Linked DNA regions of Astyanax mexicanus: region 1 is linked to region 2. The links are chromatin contacts, called in public Hi-C maps. All regions are on one chromosome and are shown on one strand. The core of a region is the stretch at or near the end of the contact, and the rest is flanking DNA. Distances in the headings are between cores, read along the strand shown.

Region 1 (6,043 bases), core at 2,609-5,108, 66 kb after region 2:
GTCTCCCAGGTGAACTTGGTGATGAATCTGGAAGGCAGTGACTTGATGGCAGAGAAGGTGGACCGTGGAGAGTTTGTGGTCTTGCTGAAGAAGATGTTGTTAATAGATGCAGAGAAGAGGATAGTCCCCAGTGACGCCCTCAACCATCCCTTTATCACCATGCAGCACCTGCTGGACTTTCCCCAAAGCAACCAGTGAGCAGTTATTTTATTTATTTTTATTTATATTATATAAATAAAGTCAGTGCAGTGTTTTTCTGGAAAAATCCTACTGCATTTTTTGCTTCCCTCTGCTGACAACTTTTATGGAGATGCAGATTTCATTTTCCAGCAGTGCTTGGCACACTGCCCACACTGCCAAAAGGACCCATTGGCTGTAAGCAATAATAATAATCATCAACAATAAAATAAATAAACACTTAAAATAGATCTCTCTGTGTTTAATACAGCTATATAATATGAGTTTCACATTTTAAACCGAAATAAAGTGAAATAAAAATCACTTTTTAATAATATTCGAATTATTTGAGATGCACTAGTGTGCATGTGTATGTGTATATAATTAGTGTATATAATTGTATAATTATGTATACACACACAAACAAACACACACAGCTCTGGAAAAAAATAAGAGACCACTTCAGTTTCTGAATCAGGTTCTCTGATTTTGCTATTTATAGATTTATGTTTGAGTAAAATGAACATTGTTGTTTTATTCTATAAACTACAGACAACATTTCTCCCAAATTCCAAATAAAAATATTTTGTCATTTAGAGCATTTATTTGCAGAAAATGAGAAATGGCTGAAATAAGGAAAAAGATGCAGAGCTTTCAGACCTCAAATAATGCAAAGAAAAAAAACAAGTTCATATTTATAAAGTTTTAAGAGTTCAGAAATCAATATTTGGTGGAATAACCCTGTTTTTTAATCACAGTTTTAATGTATCTTGGCATGTTCTCCTCCACCAGTCTTACACACTGCTTTTGGATAACTTTATGCCTTTACTCCTGGTACAAACATTCAAGCAGTTCAGTTTGGTTTGATGGCTTGTGATCATCCATCTTCCTCTTGATTATATTCCAGAGGTTTCAATTTGGTAAAATCAAAGAAGCTCAGCATTTTTATGTGGTTTCTTATTTTTTCCACAGCTGTATATATACATAATTATAATATATATAATTTTCTTTTCTTTTTCTTTTTTTTAATATATATATAGAACAAGAATGTATCTCCATCGCCTCATAAAGGCAAATCTGTTTTTCAGCCTCTTCCTATGATAATAGAGATGGACAGTAACTCCTGTTTTTTCCTCTTTCCTCGTAGTGTCAAATCATGTTTCCACATCATGGACGTGTGCCGGTCACGTCCTGGCACATACGACACCATCAACCGGAACAAAGCTCCGTTTGTGAGGCCTGTCACCACCTCGGCCCCCAACCTGACCGTGCCCTTCAGCAAGATGGCCAGCGTGCACACTCAAGTACGTGTCGTTTCTTTTCTCGCCAATAAATCTCCAGAACTTTATTTTTATTTCTATTTTTTTTCCAGTGTTTCTTCCAATTTATCTGGCCAATATATTTACTCATTCAGCTGCTAGTCAGCTGTATACCCCCCATCACTAGTGATGCCTCAGCACACGGAGGGTGAAGACTAGTACATGCCTCCTCTGGCTTGATAGCTTCACAGCTTCACATGTGTCAATCACTGCGTCTTTTCAGAGGAAAGTGCAGCAACTCGGTTCAAATACATCAGCTCACAGACGCCGGCCGCTGATCGACATCACCTTTTGGAGTGATGTGGGGAAAGAGTGTCATCTACCTACCAGAGAGAGAGCAAGGCCAATTGTGCTCTCTCAGGGCTGTAGCAGCTTATGGCAAGCTGCATGACTGGGATTCGAACCAGCAATCTTCTGATCATAGTAGAAGCGCCTTAGTCTGCTGGACCACCTGAAGCCCAAATCTCCAGAACTTAAACTTAACACTTAAAGTATAGATACCGGTGTTGTGCCAAATTTAGCACCCATGCCAGGAAAAGCACCCCCTCTCTGGAGCGTATTTCTGAGTAAACTTAAAGCGGATTATCTCCAGAAATGGCGTGCTTTTCATGGCGGGGGTGCAGATTTCGGCTATACTATGGTGCCGAATTCAACACCCCCGCCAGGAAAAGCACCCCCTCACTGGTGACATGACCATGACTATTTTTCCTTATTTCTCAGGAGTCAGCGTAGCTTAGAACAGCGTCTTGGGTTTTCTTTGTAGCTTCCCTCCTCTGCTCACAAACAACAGTTGCATTTGATATTTAAACTCTTGCCTTCTGTTTTGCCTCTTGCCTACGTTGTAAACAGCCTCCTGATGCAGTTAGTTTGCAGCTGTTTGTCGCCTGTGTTTGGTTAGCGAATGCACCGGCCATAAACACGGCCAGGTCTGTGCTGAAACACGAGGGAGCATGACGTGCTTTCAGCGTTACACAAGCAGCGTCTCGCTGTTGGAACACGATTACCAGCTGAAACAGTCAAATTAGCAGTGTCAGAACACGCTCCGCCTCAGTTTAGACTTTTACGTAACATATGGTTCTGTATTAAAGCCCAGCAGTGGAGTGTGTGGAAGTGTTTGTAAGAAATGGGCTCACAGTGTGTGTGTGTGTGCTTGTGTGAATGCGTGTTTGTTGAATTGAACGTTTTGCTTACTTTGTGAGGACATCATGCTCTCACAGGCATAGTGATATGTAATAGTTTCTTGGTTTGTGAGGATGTTGTGGTGGTCCTCACAACTTTTAATGACTTTTAAACTTTCAGAATTATTTTTAAACTTATGTCAACTCTTAACTAGGGGTGGGCAATATGGCTCTGAAATCATATCACGATATTTAATGGTATTTTCAGGACAATTATACTTTTGGCGATATGACAAAACACTAGACAAATTAGAAAAATTATTTAGAATTTTATTATGGCATGCAATATGATATGGCTATAAAAAAATGTTTTATCAGATTTATAACAGAAGTCAATGATCCAGAATGTCATTATAATAATAATACATTTCAAATATCTTCATATATCAAGGATTAAAATAAAATAAATGATAGTGGACAGATATAATCTGTCTCTAGTAGATATATAATGGTAAGTGAGTACAGTGTGAATTTTTATTTTGCTAAAAACGGCAAAAAAGTAGTACCCTGATGTGATAATTAGGGGTGGGTGATATGGCACGATATTTCAGGGTATAATATCGTTCACCATATTCAAAATTTTTGATGATATTATCACGTACGATATGATATGGCACACCCCTACTCTTAACTTTATTTATGAAGCACTTTAAAAACAACATATAAAATCAAGTGCTGTGCATATATAATAATAAAACATAAAAGAAACACAAAAACAATAAGACAAGATATAAATAAGACAGTAAAAAAAAAAAAAAAAAAAAAACTACCAAAACAAGAGCAAAATCATATTTTGGGTTTAAAAACCAAAGATAAAAAAAAAAAGGAAAGGAAAGATTGATGGAAGATTTTGGTCACTGATGTTAAGGTTAGGTCTAGGTCTAGTATTAATTAAGTGCAGCTGTACTTTTGTGAATGGCAGGTCCTCACAAGAATAGCAAAACCAACATGCACGCATGTATGTATGTGTGTGTGTGTTTGTGTGAGCTTCCTGTGTGTAGTTGCCGTGTCACGATGGTTTGCTTTGAACCCGGCTGATGTCAGGGCGTGTATTTGTGTCCCTGCTCCTCATGTAAATGGCTCTGTTTACCTCCGCACCATTGTTCTCTCACAGACCTCACTAATGCCACCTTATTGCGTGGCAGCATCATAGTCATGGCAACCCTGGCTGACGTCAGTTCAACATGGGGAGAGCGTTCGGTTGCCAAGGAGAGGAGAAACCTCTCTCTTCAGTGAGCTGACCTCCCACAGACTCTGGGCTTACAGTGCTTACGCTGGGGAAATTTGATTTCATCCTTTACAGTCTGTGGGCAAAAGTGTTGGGACGTCTGCTTGTTCGTTGTTTGACATCTGAAATCAAGCAGGTTAAAAAAATGTATAAAAAAAAATAAACAAACAACAAAAAAACTCATCCCCAACTCATCCCTTTTGTATTCCTATCTCTTCCCTAACTCATCCACAGCTCCCTAGCTTACTCTAACTTAGCACGCTAGAGCTGCCACTATGATCGGGAGATTGGTGTATCGAATCCCGGTCATGCAGCTTGCCACCAGCTGCCGGAGCCCTGAGAAAGCACAATTGGCCTTGCTCTCTCTGGGTGGGTAGATGATGCTCTTTTCCCTCCTCCACTCCTAGGGTGATGTTGATCAGCACAAGGCGTCTGTGAGCTTATGTATCGGAACCGAGTCGTTGCGCTTTCCTCGGAGCGCGCTGTGAAGCTACTCAGCAAGTTACAGCTGAGTAGCAGCTGAATGAGTGGGATAATCAGCTAAGTTAAATTAGGGAGAAAAGTGGGAGAAAATTTGAAATAAAACCTTAAAAAAAAAAAAAAAAAAAAAAAAAAAAAAAAACTCATCCCTAACTCTTTATCCCATTTCTAATTCCCCATCTCACCCCTTACTTGTCCACAACTAAACAACTCATCCCTAAATCATGCCCAACTTGTCTCTAACTCATCCCCTCATTCCTGGCTAATCACCAACTCTCCAATTTATCCCCAATGTATCCCAATCTCATTCCTAACTCATCCTTAACTTATTCCCTGACTTATCCCCAACTCATCCCAAACTCCCCAACCTCTATTCGTAACTCCCCAACACGTCCCTAACTCGTCCACGACTCAACAATTCAGCCCTAATCACACCCAACTTGTCTCTAACTCATCCCCTCATTCCCAAATAATTGCTTACTCTCCAACTCATCCCCATTGTATCCCCATCTCTTCCTTAACTTATTCCCTAACTTATCCCCAACTCATCCCCAACATATCCCTAATTCTCCAACTCATCCCTAACTCATGCAAAACTCACTGACTCATCACTAACTCATTCCCTAACTTATGCCCAACTCAGATTTTCCAACTAATTTTTCTAATTCATCCAAAACTCATAAACTCATCCCTAACTCATCCTTAACAAATTCCCTGGCTTATCTCCAACTCATCCCCAACCTGTCCCTACTTCCCCCACTCATCCCTAACTCAACAACTCAACCCTAAATCACGCCAACTTGTCTCTAACTTCATCCCCTCATTCCCAACTAATCCTTAACTCATATTTAACTCAATCCCTAACTTGTCCCCAGCATTTCCCTAGTTCTCCAATTAATCCCTAACTCATCCAAAACTCCCCAAAACATCCCTAACTCATCCTTAACTCATTCGCTAACTTATGCCCAACTCATCCCTAACTCATCCAAGACTCCCCAACTCATCCCTAACTCAACCTCTACCCACCCAACTCATACTCAACTTATTTCTGGCTCATTTCTTAAAATTGTTACGTAACTTATCTTCAGTGTATCCATTAACACTTCTCTAATTCAACTCCAACTCTTCAACTCATCCCCAACTCGTTTCAGAAGTATGAATTGGAGCACCATCATTCCAGAGAACACAGTTCCACAGCTCAATGCTGGGAGACTTTATACCCCTCTAGATTAATCAGCGACTCCTATTCTATTGGCAATAATTCTATATACCTAGACAAGGAGTTTTGGGCTTGTGTGCATTTGCACTTCTGTGTCAGCAGTGGGTGCAATTTAAAGTGAATACATTTATTGCAAGAGGTGTCCTTAAGCATACTTTTTCTTTAAATGGAGAATCTCTATTCAGAATTTTTGGTAGTCCAAGACTACGCTTAATCCCTGTTTGAGAAACCCCATCCGTAATGCTTCTGAAAGTTTGTATAAAGATTTTGTTAATCAATAGAGTGAGTTTAAAGATCATTTTGATCACATGCGCTCCTCTCTGCGTCAGAATGATCAGCCCGAGCCACCCCTGCCTGCGCAGATCGCTAGGCGTAATTGGTTCCAGTTAAGATTTAAATGGAAAAGGCTGGTCAGCTGTTCACACAGGTGAAAAGGGTCTTT
Region 2 (6,189 bases), core at 971-3,470:
CGCAGACCCGGAGCCGGTCCACTCCCGAAACCCGGCACGACATAATTCTCCCGTTCAGCCACTGACAACACCGAACTCTGCAATCTGCGCGCTTTACGCACGTTACCCCTGGTAACGCGACACACTGTACGCAACTAACGTATCGGCACGCGCAACGTGGTGAGCCTGCGCACTTAGTGCGCTCACCGCTGGAGGAGACCAAAATGAATGGGAGTTCACTAACTAACTTACAAATTATTTACTTACTTACTTTCCCGGGATATTCATTTAATTTTAAGTATAATAAATTATTTTGTTATTTATAAATATAAAAATTGTGATTAATTTCAACACAAAGAAATCACTGTAAAAATTGAATTACATTAAATTACTGTAAACTGCTAGAGGGAGCCCGGGATGACATGTATTTCAACTTGCATTTTTATATTTTAATACACTTATTTAGTGACATAATTCATAAATTTTAATCAGAATTTTTATATTCTGAACGTAAGAGGTGGCCAAATAGGGGCTACTTGTCCGAGATATTCATTTAATATTAGAAACTAGAATCAAATATTTAGATACAAGCAAAATAAACTTACCTGTATGTTTATGCTGTAGAGACGCAAGCATCACGGCTACTGTGAGCTGATTGGTTGGTGAGCTAAAGCTGGAGATGCATACAGGTATGGTTTCTTTCCCTTTTCCTTCTTTTCCTAACAAAATACTCTATTCCACTGACTAAAATTAAACAATAGGTAGTCAGACACTATTTATTCACCACTAGTAAATGTGGGTGAATAGAGTAAAATGGTTATATTCTGAATTTATGAGGTGGCCAAATGTGCTGCTTAAAAATACATTTAAAAGTAACTTAAAAAAGTAGTTCCATACATTTTTAAATGTAAAAATTCAGATTCCTAATTCTGATACATACCTTCTACAAATATATCTACTGAATGTATTTGTATTTCTGAGTTTTGAATTAAATAGATTTGGATTTAAGGATCTGCATGTATCAAATCTGAAAATCGTGAGTTGTTCATTCTTTCAACACCATTTTCTTTTCGTTCAACACTCTTGTCATTTTATTTGAATACATTTAGCACTAATTATTTAAACACGTTTGGTAAGCTTATTGACCTTTAACCTACATACACATGTGAATCTAATTATGAGAAGAGGTAAGGAGTTAATTGCAAGTTTTTCTCCTATTTTCTCATCTTCTCTGAAGAGTGGCATCGTGCACCTCTCAAATGACCTGAGAGGTCACATCTAGATAAAAGTCATTATTGTTATTCTGTATTTTACATTTACGTATTTCATAGTAGTACAGTAGTAATATGTCTTTTTTTTGCACTGTGCTGTTAACTCTCAGTAGTATGGTATACTGACAGTACCTGAGTGTGATTAAGTCAGAACTGCTGCATGTATCTGCTGTAGCAGCAGAGGGCAGCAGGGTATGAGGATGGAAGCACAGAAGAACAGACCGAACTAAACGAGCACAGAGCTGATCATCGATCCATTAAACTCTACTAATCAGTGATCTACCAGATGCACCTGCACACACCTGACACACAGAGACTATATATAAAGCTATAACAATACAAAGATACACTTTACATTTGTACATCTGCACTTCTGGACACTAGCCACACTACTAAATACATATATGTGTATGTGTTTATTCAGAATTCTCATTAACTGCTGATACCTGCTGCTGTTCCACACTGTATATTCATTATTGCACTGCCTTCTTATGTTAGATTATAATGTCTATCTATCTATCTATCTATCTATCTGTCTGTCTGTCTGTCTGTCTGTCTGTCTGTCTGTCTGTCTGTATGTTAATCAATGTGTCTGTATATTTGTCTGCCTATATATCTGTCAGTCAGTCTGTCTGTCTGTCTGTCTATCTGTCTGTCTATCTGTCTAATAATCTGTCTGTCCGTCAATCTATCTATGTTTGTTTATCTGTTGGTTATCTGCCTGTCTTTCTGTTAATGTGTCTGTATATCTGACTATCTATTTGTATATTTGTCTGTCTATATATCTGTAGGTCTCTCTGTCTGTTTATTTTAGTTATATGCCTGTCTGTCTGTCTGTTTGTTGTTCTCTAAACAGCCACGTGGCGGCAGGACCCTGTACATCCTAGCTAGGCACCCTAGTTAGGCATCTCGCGCTGCTGTTGGGACACGGCCCGGCGGGGCCTCGCTCGATGTCTCTCGGTTGGTTTGTTTGAGTCTGGCTGTATGATAAGCGCGGCGCTCCCCCTCCCTCAGCCGAGAGCGAAGCAGCGCAACGGGGAGGACAGAGCACAGAGGCTCCCGTCTGAGAGATGGGCTCCAGCGCCCGCGCGGCCGTACCCGGTATCAGTGAGAGCGCGTCGGGCAGTGCGGGGGAGCGGCTGAGGAGCTGCTGGCAGGGTTAGAGCGCTGTAGCGGAGTTTAGGATGCGGGAAGAGGAGGAGGAGGACACCGCGACGTCTCCGCTCCGGATCTCCAGGACAAGATGGCAGCAGCAGCAGCAGCAGCGCAGACCCGAGAGCACGGAGTGAGGCGGGTTTAAGAGTTTAAAATGTTCGGAGAAGCGTCGGATCTGTCCAGCTCTTCCCCTCCGTGAAGGTGAGGCTTCTCCCGCAGCCGGACCGCCGGCCGCCCCGCAGCCCGGGGAGAGAGAGCCGCTGCCGGAGCGGGTCAGCGGAACACAGTTAGTGGGGTTACAGAGTTACAGCTGGAGCTGCGGGTTAACTAATTTACAGTCTGATTATTTAATCATCTGATCTGATCTGATCTGATTAACAGCTGCAGTCTGATCTACAGCAGATCAGATCAGTCTGATTATCCTGAGTGGGACTCTGTACAGGGATAGTTAGCTAGTTGGCTAATCTAACTTAGCTGCTAACTCTACCCGGGGAGGGAGTAGTTACAGGCTGGGGCTCAGCGATACGGACGCAGTGCTCTATATCGCGATACTGTAACACGATATCTGTTCACGATACTGTAATCATACATTACTGTAATACGATATGGGATCACAATACTGTAACACAGTATCTGTTCACAATATTGAATCGCAATTTCAGATCACGTTCCTGTACTGTAGTCATCACAATACTGTAATCATACTTTACGGTAACAAGCTATTATGATGCAATATCATGTTACAGTAACATTATTTCAGATCACAAAAACTGTACTACAATGCAATGTCTGATCACAATACTGCAACACCAATTCGGATCACAATACAGTAACACAATATCAAATAATCTTACTTTACTGTAACATGATACCAGATCACGATACTGTAATGCAATATCAAATCATCAGACTTTAGTGTAACACTGTCAAATCATCATACTTAAGGGCAACACTATCAAATCATCATACATCACTTTAACGCAATATAAAATCATCAGACTTTAGTGCAATGCTATCAAATCATCATACTTTAGTGCAACGCGATATTGGATCATGGTACTGTAATATGATACCAGATCACGATACTGTAACAAGATATTGCATTAGTGTTATTATGCAACATCATGTTACAGTTTCGTGATCTGGTATCATGTTACAGTATCATGATCCAATATAGCTTTACAGTAAAGTATGATGATTCGATATTGCATTACAGTATCATGAGCTGGTACCATGTTACAGTACCATGATCTGATATAATGTTAGAGTATCGTGTTCCAATATCACGTTACAGTGAAATGTGATGATTCGATGATACCAGATCACAATACTGTACCTCAATGTCAAATCATCATACTTTACTGTAACATTTACCAGATCATGATACTGTAATGCAATATCAAATCATCATACTTTAATTTAACACAATACCAGCTCAGGATACTGTAACATGATACCAGCTCACGATATTGTAATGTATTATCGAATAATCATACTTTACTGTAATGCAATATTAAATCACGATACTGTAACATGGTACCAAATCATGATACCGTAATGCAATATGGATTCATTATACTTTACTTTAACAATTATTATAATTTAACACTTATATTTTGGCGCAGTAACCCTAAGTACAAGGGCTTGTTGTAAAAAAAATGAGTAAAATAGAACAGGATTAAACACGAGCAGTTTGGCAACACTGATGTAATTCAGTATCAGTATCACTCTCAGTGTCAGTTGGGGGTGGGTGTTGGACTGAATGCTTTTATAGGAATATCTTAGTATGAACATCATCAGTAGGGGAGGGCCCTAAAATAATGACAGTATTTTAGTTTTTTTTTTAAATGAAAACAGTAAATAAGAGTTTCATAAGTTCAGTAGAAATATTTCATTATCAGTAATTTACAAAGACCCTGATTCTGTAGAATGTAACAGTTTAACAAACAAAAATTATATTGAGTGCATGCAAAAAAAAAACTGTTTTTAAAGTTATTAAAAGTAACATCAGTGGAGTTTTTATATTGTGTTATATATGTTTTATAAAGTATAGGTTCAACATATTTTGATATATTTTCACCATGTAGCCCATACATAATTTTTTACGAGCTTTTCCAGAAATGTAGGTCTGGCCCCTAAAGAGTATGTCAGAAGAAGCTCCCTCAGAGATTGAGGAACCAAGACTCAGAAGGAGAACCCGTCCACCTCCTGGCTGCTGCAGGCAGAAGTAGGGCACTAGGTAGCGCCGGACAGAACCAAAATGATTCAGTTCCACACTGTCAATTTTCCAGTGACTTTTGCACCAAGTTTTGTGTGGGAGTTAAGTTATATGGTACATTTCGTCAGGTTAGTTTTGGTTTCACTAAATAACTGACGTGCTGTATGTAGCACCTATGTAGTCGGAGTCTCCCTGTACTTCACAGGAAGTGGTTTGTAAGATACTGTCATTTCAGTACGCTTTTTTTATATGTTGTGCTAAATTGTACCTCTCTGCCATATTTAGATTTCTTTCACAGACGCATTAGATTAGGTGTAACAGATTCCCCTCAGGATCCTTTTATTACTGTTTATAAATGAGGGTTAATCTACAGTTACAGTAGATACAGAAATCTCTAGTGTTTTCATCCATATAACTAAGTGATGTGCCTGTGCACCAAGGGGAGTTGGATTTGAGCAAAACACTGGTTTCGTTTTTTTATTTTTATTATTGTTTGTTTTAAGGCTGAGGACAGCTTGTCTCAAGTTCCTAATTGGTAATTGATCCAAAAGTCTAAACTATCTAAAGAAGTGCTTATACATTGCAGATGATCTGGACCATGGTTTAGCAGATCCAGACTCTGACCGCCTCTTTGGCCGGACTAAGATTTGGCCGGAATGGCTTATGGACGGACTGTCATTTGGACAGACCAAGATTTGGGCGTTTGGTCTTGACCGTGGTTTGCTGTGGTGACCGTCTTTGGCCACAGTTTCGGCCAGGCCGAGTTTCGGCCGGACCAAGTTTTGGCCACTTGGTCTTGAACATGGTTCGCAACCCTTTTGAAACTACTATTTTGGTTTGCACCAAACTGAAAAGTCACAACAACCACACCTATCAAGACAAAGTGGGCAATTTGGCACCCTCAGGCTCATTAATGTTCATAAAAGTCCGGCCTTCCAAGTTTTGGCCGGACCAAGTTTTGAGTTTTGGCCGGACCAAGTGTAAAGTTTTGGCCAGACCAAGTTTTAAATTTTGGCCAGACCAAGTTTTGAGTTTTGGCCGGACCAAGTTTTGAGTTTTGGCCGGACCAAGTTTTGAGTTTTGGCCGGACCAAGTTTTGAGTTTTGGCCGGACCAAGTTTTGAGTTTTGGCCGGACCAAGTTTTGAGTTTTGGCCAGACCAAAACAAAAACTGGACCAAACAAGGCAGGTGGGCGTCAAGGCACCTTTAGGCTCACTGATGCTCATGGGAGTCCCACCTTCCAACTTACTGCTACAGCTGTTGCTCTGGGTGCCAGGACCACGACTTGTCAGACCATGTTTTTCTTTTTTTGGTGGCCAAGGGTGGCCTATAGATAGAACTAGATACAAGGTTTTAATGTTTTGGCTGATCAGTGGGATTCTCTTCTCATAAATAAAAAGGAAATGGGATTAACCTTAAACTTCCTGCTGACGTTCTGCTTCTCGGACATTGTGTTTACATTTATAGCGCTGATTTTAAGCACAGTTAACCCCATGCTTGCGTGCGCACACACACACACACACACACACACACACACACACACACACACACACACAGAACGCAGAA

What was found. Hi-C and Micro-C count contacts between places; a contact is called where the count stands out from the background.
Region 1: a contact with region 2 is called in a Hi-C map of muscle, with 11 times the contacts expected there. The contact joins the enhancer-like site here to the promoter of hipk3b in region 2. A contact is called at or near these places in 3 of 3 Hi-C or Micro-C datasets (blood and muscle).

What each region holds. Positions count from the first base shown.
Region 1 is chr9:10,785,328-10,791,370 of AstMex3_surface, forward strand. hipk3b (homeodomain interacting protein kinase 3b) reads left to right here. Exons shown (of 16, transcript XM_049483243.1): 6 at 10-194; 7 at 1,325-1,481. Among protein-coding and RNA genes, the nearest start is that of kiaa1549lb, 23 kb to the right of the region's middle. Within about 2 kb of position 3,859, the one cell type or tissue checked has an H3K27ac peak away from gene starts, as active enhancers do.
Region 2 is chr9:10,721,043-10,727,231 of AstMex3_surface, forward strand. hipk3b (homeodomain interacting protein kinase 3b) reads left to right here and starts at 2,221. Exons shown (of 16, transcript XM_049483243.1): 1 at 2,221-2,606. It overlaps iqcg (IQ motif containing G), which reads right to left and starts at 139. Exons shown (of 9, transcript XM_022679485.2): 1 at 1-139. The coding sequence starts at 43.